2 separate regions of the Mus musculus genome follow, and region 2 is linked to region 1. Evidence: chromatin contacts called from public HiChIP or PLAC-seq data. All regions are on one chromosome and are shown on one strand. The core of a region is the stretch at or near the end of the contact, and the rest is flanking DNA. Distances in the headings are between cores, read along the strand shown. Region 1 overlaps Gm34489 (a long non-coding RNA gene). Region 2 has its middle 14 kb from the start of Gm40270.

The links. HiChIP or PLAC-seq counts read pairs in DNA pulled down with a chosen protein or histone mark.
Region 2: a contact with region 1 is called in an H3K4me3 HiChIP or PLAC-seq map of embryonic basal ganglia, with 4 times the contacts expected there. The contact joins two enhancer-like sites. A contact is called at or near these places in 1 of 15 datasets of contacts at CTCF or cohesin (large pre-B cells), 4 of 484 Hi-C or Micro-C datasets (embryonic stem cells, nephron progenitors, neural progenitor cells and 1 more), 9 of 115 datasets of contacts at active chromatin or transcription factors (astrocytes, differentiating embryonic stem cells, embryonic basal ganglia and 6 more) and 1 of 9 other capture datasets (embryonic stem cells).

Annotation. Positions count from the first base shown.
Region 1 is chr12:12,430,981-12,434,665 of GRCm38.p6, reverse strand. The region is part of intron 1 of Gm34489 (a long non-coding RNA gene); the gene reads right to left. Among named protein-coding and RNA genes, the nearest start is that of Gm34489, 12 kb to the right of the region's middle. Within about 2 kb of position 1,880, at least 6 of the 459 cell types and tissues checked have an H3K27ac peak or open chromatin away from gene starts, as enhancers often do. A contact at or near this core is called in embryonic basal ganglia, where this site is marked.
Region 2 is chr12:12,737,591-12,741,460 of GRCm38.p6, reverse strand. No RefSeq gene overlaps it. Among named protein-coding and RNA genes, the nearest start is that of Gm40270, 14 kb to the right of the region's middle. Within about 2 kb of position 2,205, at least 23 of the 459 cell types and tissues checked have an H3K27ac peak or open chromatin away from gene starts, as enhancers often do. A contact at or near this core is called in embryonic basal ganglia, where this site is marked.

The DNA.
Region 1 (3,685 bases), core at 631-3,130:
ATTCATTAAGTTAATGAACTCATGAGCCAGATATTCCTCTATAAGCTCATCAGCTAGAGACTGACTTTTGCACACATGATGTCTATCAGGGAACATTTCATGTCTAAATCATAGCTGTGTGGATTTGCTGCATGGTATTATCAGGTATTTGGTCCATCAAAAACAGTTGGTAAAACTGCTTTTTGAGTTCTTGCATAAGTAACATTTTTTTTCTCCCTTATCTTTAACTGTTCTTTTCATTTATTGTTTCTTTCTTTGTTTTGCTTCCTGGATGAAGTTCCCACTTGTGTCTTACATACTTTGCATTCATCTTTTTAACTGAATGGGGCGAGTCTTCTTCACCTCACCTTCCTTTCTCCTCCAGCCTGTGAAAGGATTGTTTTCACTTGACAGCCAGGTCTAACACTCAGAAACTGTGTTATCCTAGCAATTTTTGAATTTCATAATTAAGCTATCTAACTTATCCTTGCAAACTTCCAGTTTCCTAGAGTTATATTATGGGATATTCTTTGGATAGAGGCAAATAATCCCAAGTGCTGTCTCTAGGGAAGGGTAGTTGAGTAAGTCAGATGGTTCATTAAGAGACGTCTCCGTAAGTAACTGATATCAATCATTCCTCCATCTTTGGCTTTCTACCTAGACTTCAAGTCTGAAGTCTGTTTAGAGCCCTCTGATGATTCCAACAGCACCCTCTCCTGCACTGCTTTTTCCTCTGTTTTGGTCGGACATTGACTTCACTCCAGTTACCCGGTGTCTAGAATCCATCTGCTTCTCTGCAGAAATCTCCAGTGTTCTGTTGCACCTACTTGGGTTTTCTATATTATTTTTAAAATTACATTTATGTTTCCATTATGCTAATAGAAGTCAGGAAAGAGAAGGGAGATCTATGCATGTTCAGGTCTACATCATAACCCCTGAAAGCCCTCAGTCATGTTTTAAAATGCTGTACATTTTTGAAAGGATTATCTAGCGTGTTTGGTGTTTTTTCAGGTTTTTCTGGCTGTGTCATCTGGTTGCCATAGCCAAATACCACAGGCTGAGTATCTAACAGAAATATATCTCTCAGTCTCCAGGCTGAAAAGTTCAAGATCAAAGAATCAACAGATTTGGTTCCTGGAGAAGGTCCATGTCCTAGGTTAAAGATACCTTGTCAGTCTGATTTCATTGACAGGAGTGGGAGAAGGGGGAAAGAAAAAAAAAAAAAACCAGAGACTATTTTTTTTTCTTCTAAAGCAACAGCCTACAGGGTTAGAGTTGGGCTCATATAAACGTATTTTACCTACTTTTCCCTTAAAGACCGCATCTCAAAACACAATGCCATGGAGGCTAGACCTTCAATGTTTGAGTTTTGGATAAGCCCTAACTCATTGCGTTCCGGTCTCTAATCAGTTTATCATGAAGAAACTTACGTGTAAGCATGGGTTATGTTACTTAAATACAAAATAGTAGCACATTTGACTAAAACACTAGTTTGTGGTTCCAAAAATCATTTCTAAATATAAATCATTGAGATAAAACAAAGACAAAGAACTCAATGCAGTTGAGCATAGGTGAAGTCAGGTGTCACACACACGCACAGGTATACAGGTATACAAAGCATCCATGGAGGGGACTGGCTCTCCTCCCCTTCTCCTTGTGGGTGGTAGGTCCCAGTAAATCCCTATGTGCCACTTCAAATCCATTTGCTTGGCTTCAGTCAGACTCTGATGGGCCTTATCTTATTGGCAAAGGCACATAGCAATTAAAATGGCATTGACAATCTTGTGATCTGTCTCGTGTAACAGAAAATTCAGATTAAGGGAAGATTATGCTAATGGGAGACAATCTTAGAGCAGGAAGTGCTTTTTGAAGACAGCTTGTACAGTTCCCTGACTGACATACTCTGTCTATTACATTCTGCCTAATGGTCTCCTCTTGATCATCTCCAGTAACAAGGATCCTTTAGCCTCCAGAGGCAGCAGTTTTTCTTAAACAGCACAGCTAAAAAGCTTTAAACATAGCCTCAACCTAGCTCTACATACTTCCCAGTTGTGATTACTAGCTGTGTTCTCTGTAACATACAGGGAGAATTGAAATGGCTGTCACAAGCAAGAGGAATTTATATTTTATATGCTTAACAGGACAGGTAGGAAAGACTCTTAATGTCAGTGACGGTTGTCATTTCCCTATCTAAAGTCGCTTACATTTCTCAGGCGGGTCTTTTTACAAAAAGCAAAACTGTTAAGTGAAAGCTTTAAAAATAATTCCATTACCTACCTCACAAAGACAGAGTGACAGCTGATCATTAGGAGAAGAATGTCTTCAGAACTTGGAGAAAGATGAGATTTCATCCATCATAAAGCAAGATGCATGGCAGCATCCCACCAAGGGGGCTGTTTATTGCTGGCTCACATCATCTCTGCAGTTTTGCCTCATGAGACTGGAGACAAAGAACTCAGTGCAGGTGAGCACAGGCCAAGTCAGCCTCATGGCACAGATGAGATACACCCAGTCTGAAGGTGAACAACATCCACAGAAGCAACAAGCTGGGTGTTTTTAGAATGCCTGGGACAGCAGCTGCTTCTGCAGCCTGTCAAAAAACCTGAAGACTCTAGGAAGATGGCTAAGCCCCTGTCACAGATGTTCACTAAAGGATGATGTGGGTGCATCTGAGTGCACATTCTCTCTGTCCTTGGGATGTGTCTAAGCAACACTGGCCATGTCTACATGGGACTGAGCCAGGAGAGCTGCAAAGCCATGGCCATCTGGCCTTCACTTTATCATCTCTACAACTTAGATGTCCACAGTCATTGTCCAGTCAGTAGTAGAATATATTAATATCTAGAAAATATTAAACCATGCTATACGGCACTATGCAGTATATGGAAGCTTTGCTCCTTGATACACAGAGATCTTTCTCCTCTCCCATTATAGCTTGTGCTTCTTCCTGATATGGTCCACTTCACCACCCCACACTCTCCTGCTTGTTTCTCCTCATCCATCCATCTATTCATTTATCTATCCATGCGTCCATCCATCCACCCATCCATTCTGCTCCAACGACTCAGGCATCCTCATTGTTCTTGAAAGACTCCAGGAACCCCTCCCCCCACCCACGGCTCTTTGTATCTTGCTATGGCTGCTCTTCTCCCCGCTCCCTGCAAGGACCATTCCCTCACTATGACTAGGACTCTGTCTCTCCAGGTGTGATCTCCTCTTGCATACTTTTCTCCGCTGCTTCGCATAAACTACAAGTCACTGTCCCCTTCTTTCTCCTTGTTTTGATTTTACTTCTGTATTTCTTGATCTTCAGGGAGTTTACCAAAGCTCTCACATTCTAATCAAGGTAACAATGTGTATGCATGTTACAAATGTACGCATGAACATACATAAGTATTGTACTATACAAACTCACAGACGTCCCTTGACTCCCCAATAAATGGAAGGTTCATAGAGTTACGGGACTTCAGTGAGTTTGTATACTACTTTAGCCTCACTAACTAGGAGGTACAAATATTTCCAAAAGCACAGTTTAATAACACTTGTGCTATTTATTGAAGGATGAGGAGAGTTTTCAGAGGGTAGAATGCCCCTCTGGGAGTGCAGTTCAGAGTCTACAGACATAATGGTTTGGGTTTTTTGAATCTCTGGTCTGCTTTTGCAGTACCCAACAGAACCCAAATGGTTGCCTAGCATCTGGTCTCCT
Region 2 (3,870 bases), core at 956-3,455, 310 kb before region 1:
ATCACTGGGGATTGTAACTCTAATTGAAAACATAAAAGTTTAAATTAGCTCCAGAAAGATCCATATCGGGTGTAGGAATGTTAATATTTACACATTCATTCAACAGACTCTTATTAAGCACTTCCTTTGTGTCAGTCACAGGGTACTGAAAATGGTGGGGGAGCAAGGCATTCATGCTCCCACTGTCAGAGGTCTCATGGTTTATTGGGAACTGTGGCTCAGTGGTTGAGAGCTTGCTTAGCAAGCGTGTGGCCTTGGGTTCAATTCCACACACTACTATGCAGATACTAACATATCTACTATAGCGTAGCATATAGCACATACATAATAAATAATGCATATTTAGCATATGATAAATACATAATATGTATATAAATAAGTAATGCATATATAGCCATAGCTAGTTCAAGGTCAACCTGGGACATATGAGACCTTGTCTAAAAACAAAAATTAAAGAGAGAAGCGTCTCTATCATAAAAGATGGGTTCTCAGACTTAAAATGCTTTTCATTTGCTCCCTCCTCATCCCACAGAATAGATCAGTACAGCAGGAAGACACAGGCAGAGAAAGTCTTGGAGCTTTGGCTACACAAGTTGTGGGTATTTTCCTCCTGAGAGATAGCTGTCTCTGCTTCCTTCTGGGTAACTGTCTAGGCCACATTCTGAAATAAAATCCGATGTGTTTTAGCGTAGTATATGTTTGGTCTAGGCTAGACCATGCAAGTCACTTGAACTTTCGTCTTTGCTGCAACTCTCTGTTCTTCAGGTCTGGGTGGAACCTGAGTCTATATTTGTGACCAGATTCAGGGTAAGGCGCTGCTCTGTGGCACTTCTTTTGCCCTTTCTCAATGATAGAGCCCCGGTCACCCTGAAACCCTCAGAGCTAGGATTTCTGAGCCCGACAAATCCCTCTCCTAGCACTTTCTCCTGGGGTGTCCTGCTCAGGTCTGACTCTCCTCTGAGGGTACTCCACCCCATAGCACTGCACTAAAGTGACTTGGGTGTCAGATACCTACTTGTCCATAGTCAGCCGTCCCTGAACTGGGCCCAGAGCAGATCTGAGGTCATGACATGTCATTACTGTTACGCTTTAACGTTTTTATTTTAGTGTGTAGGTGTTTTGCTTGCATATGTGTGTGTGCACCATATGTCTGATGTTCTTAAGTCTATCAGAGGATGTGAGAACCCTGAAACTGGAGAGACAGATGACTGAATAACTATGTGGGTGCTAGAAACTGAGCCTGGGTACTCTGTAGGAGTATATTTTGCTACTGACCCACCTCTCCAGCCCACTATTAAAAAAAAAGTATGTGTGTGTGTTTGTGTGTGTACATGTACAGCGGTCAGAGGCGGACATATGGGAGTGACTTCTCTCCTCCTCTGTGCGGGTTCCAGGCTTCTAACTTAGGTCATCCAGCTGGCTGGCAAGTGCCCTTGCCTCCTGAGCCATCTTGTCTGTACATTGTTTATTACTTTTAAAAATTGTCGAAATAAATACCTAATTAAAAAAAAAAAAGAAAAAAAATTGTCAAAAGCAGCATACTTAGGCTGCTTCTGCTGTGCAACAGTGGATCATGGGTCACCCTACTGAGCTGTATTCTTTTGCCATTTTTTTTTTTTTCTTTTCTGGGAAGGTGCGTTCATAAATCCAGTCTTTGAGCAATGTTACACTGGCAAGAGCACTTGTGGGCTACTGGGCCAGTCTGCAGGTCACCTGATAAGACAGTTTCACACCTCTGTCTAATCTTGTTAATTAGCAAATTCCGAGTCCACAGCTGGCCTTTAGTGAAGCAAGTCTCTTTTTGGTAAACCTAGAGATATGTTGGGGTTCATGGCTGCATCAGGCAATGGTGGGCCACAGATACCAACTTTCTTCAGGGAGGGCCCAGTGGAGTCTCCTATTTAAATCTCATTATCTACAACATGTAGCCATGCTCAATAAATTCACAAATACCAACTGGGCTGGCCCATGTGCATCTGCTATTAGTTAAAAAAAAAAAAAAGAAAAAAGAAAGAAAAAAAAAAGCAATGTGGGAGAATTTCCGTTTTCCTAAATTCTCCCTTTAAAAGTTCAGTATTAAGGAATCCTTGAGGTAAGGACATTGATTCCTTTTCCTGGACAGATGGACACACAGACGCTCTGCAGCTGATTAACCCCACCCTGACATTTTTGCAGTCTTGGCTTTGTCTTACAGTGGGTTTTGGAACGCATCCAAAATCTACTTAGACATACTTCTCAGGGAGAAAGGCTTTTACACTTCAGAAACTCTCTCTCTCTCTCTCTCTCTCTCTCTCTCTCTCTCTTTCTCTCTTAATTTGAGGTTGAATTTTTCTGCCCTAATTAGCTATGTCTTTGAGCTTCAAGAGCAAGTTTTACTGTGGTTATTAACGAGGCCAATCTCTGATCGCTGGCCTTTTTCAAAAGCATTCCAGCCCGCTAAACAGTGGCCTTTCATGATTTACAAGTTTGGAATCTTTGAGGGTTTTCAACAATTAAGGTGATTACTTTTCACACTCTGAACATCTTAATCACAAAACCTTGAGAGGGGGCCATGACGAGTATAGCCTGGCACCCCGGCACCCCTAGAGCTTGCCTCTTGGGTGTGGGGATTCCCTGGAGCTGGTCTAGCCCCTCTGAGACGGTGTAGGCAGGAAGTCACAGATGTTCCGCTTCATCTCCAGGCCTGTACTAACAGTACAAACCCATGTCCCAGGGCGAGTGCTGTCAGATACCGGCTTCGAGCAAGGTAAACAATCCTTTTCTTCAGCTCAACACAACCATGTTTTCAAAGTACTTTATAGACTTAAAAGCTCAGGTGATCTTTACAAGGCTGTGCGGTTGCACAGATGAAATTCTGTGGTATTAGTGAATGGGGAGAGTAAGGGCCAGAGAGGTAAGAGCACGCAGTCAATGGCAGCGAAGGACATCCAACCTTCCTGATTCCTGGCCAGGAGCTTTGCGTAACAGAGATGTCACTCCCTCTGTCTAGAAATGGTACCCTTGTCTGGGGGAAAGAAAGATACTAGTTTAACATTTCATCTCTATTTAATGAAAAGATGACCGGTATTTAACTTTCACATGACATTGATTCTGTAGACACCCTATGCTTCCATTTGAATCTGGATGTATGGCACCAAACAGAATGTTAAGAGAATCAGTCAATGTTCAGAGGAAATGGATTGCTAGTTAGTGCTAGAAGTGAATACATAAGTAGCAGTTTCTAGGACTGTAGAAATTTAAAACACAAGATTCTCATGGGTTGTACAATGAATGTGTGAGCTGATGTGCTTGTTACCATAGAAACATCTAGAATTCTTCTTGTGTGGATTTTTTTTTTCTCCCCTACAAGGTTTAACTCTATAGCCCAGGCTATCCTGGGACTCATGGTGGCACCCAGGCTAACCTCACCACTATGACAGTTCTCCTGCCTCAGCCTCCCAAGGGCTAGGATTGCAGGTTCATGCATGTCCCTGTGCCTAACTCTTCTGTATGGCTTGCATTTATGTGAAAGGAAGTCTGTGAGGGTGACTTGCATTTTGAAAGCTCAATGTGCATCTAAATTATCAGGTCGGTTATTAGGTCCCAGCAATGTCACGATTCACTTGATAAAGTCTTTATTGTTATCATTATTAGGGTTACTATGATTTTGAAGCAGTTTTGCTATGTAGTCTAGGCTAGCTTCAAACTCATGATCTTTCAGCCTCTGCCTTCCAAATGGTAGGATCACAGGTGTGAGCTACCGCGCCCAGTTCTATGAAGTCTCTTTAGTTGGTTAAAAAGTATTGTTCTTGAAAGGGTGAAAGACCATGTCCCAGGCTATAACCTGAACTTTTACTCCTCCTTAATCTCCATCCCCATGACATCTTTGCA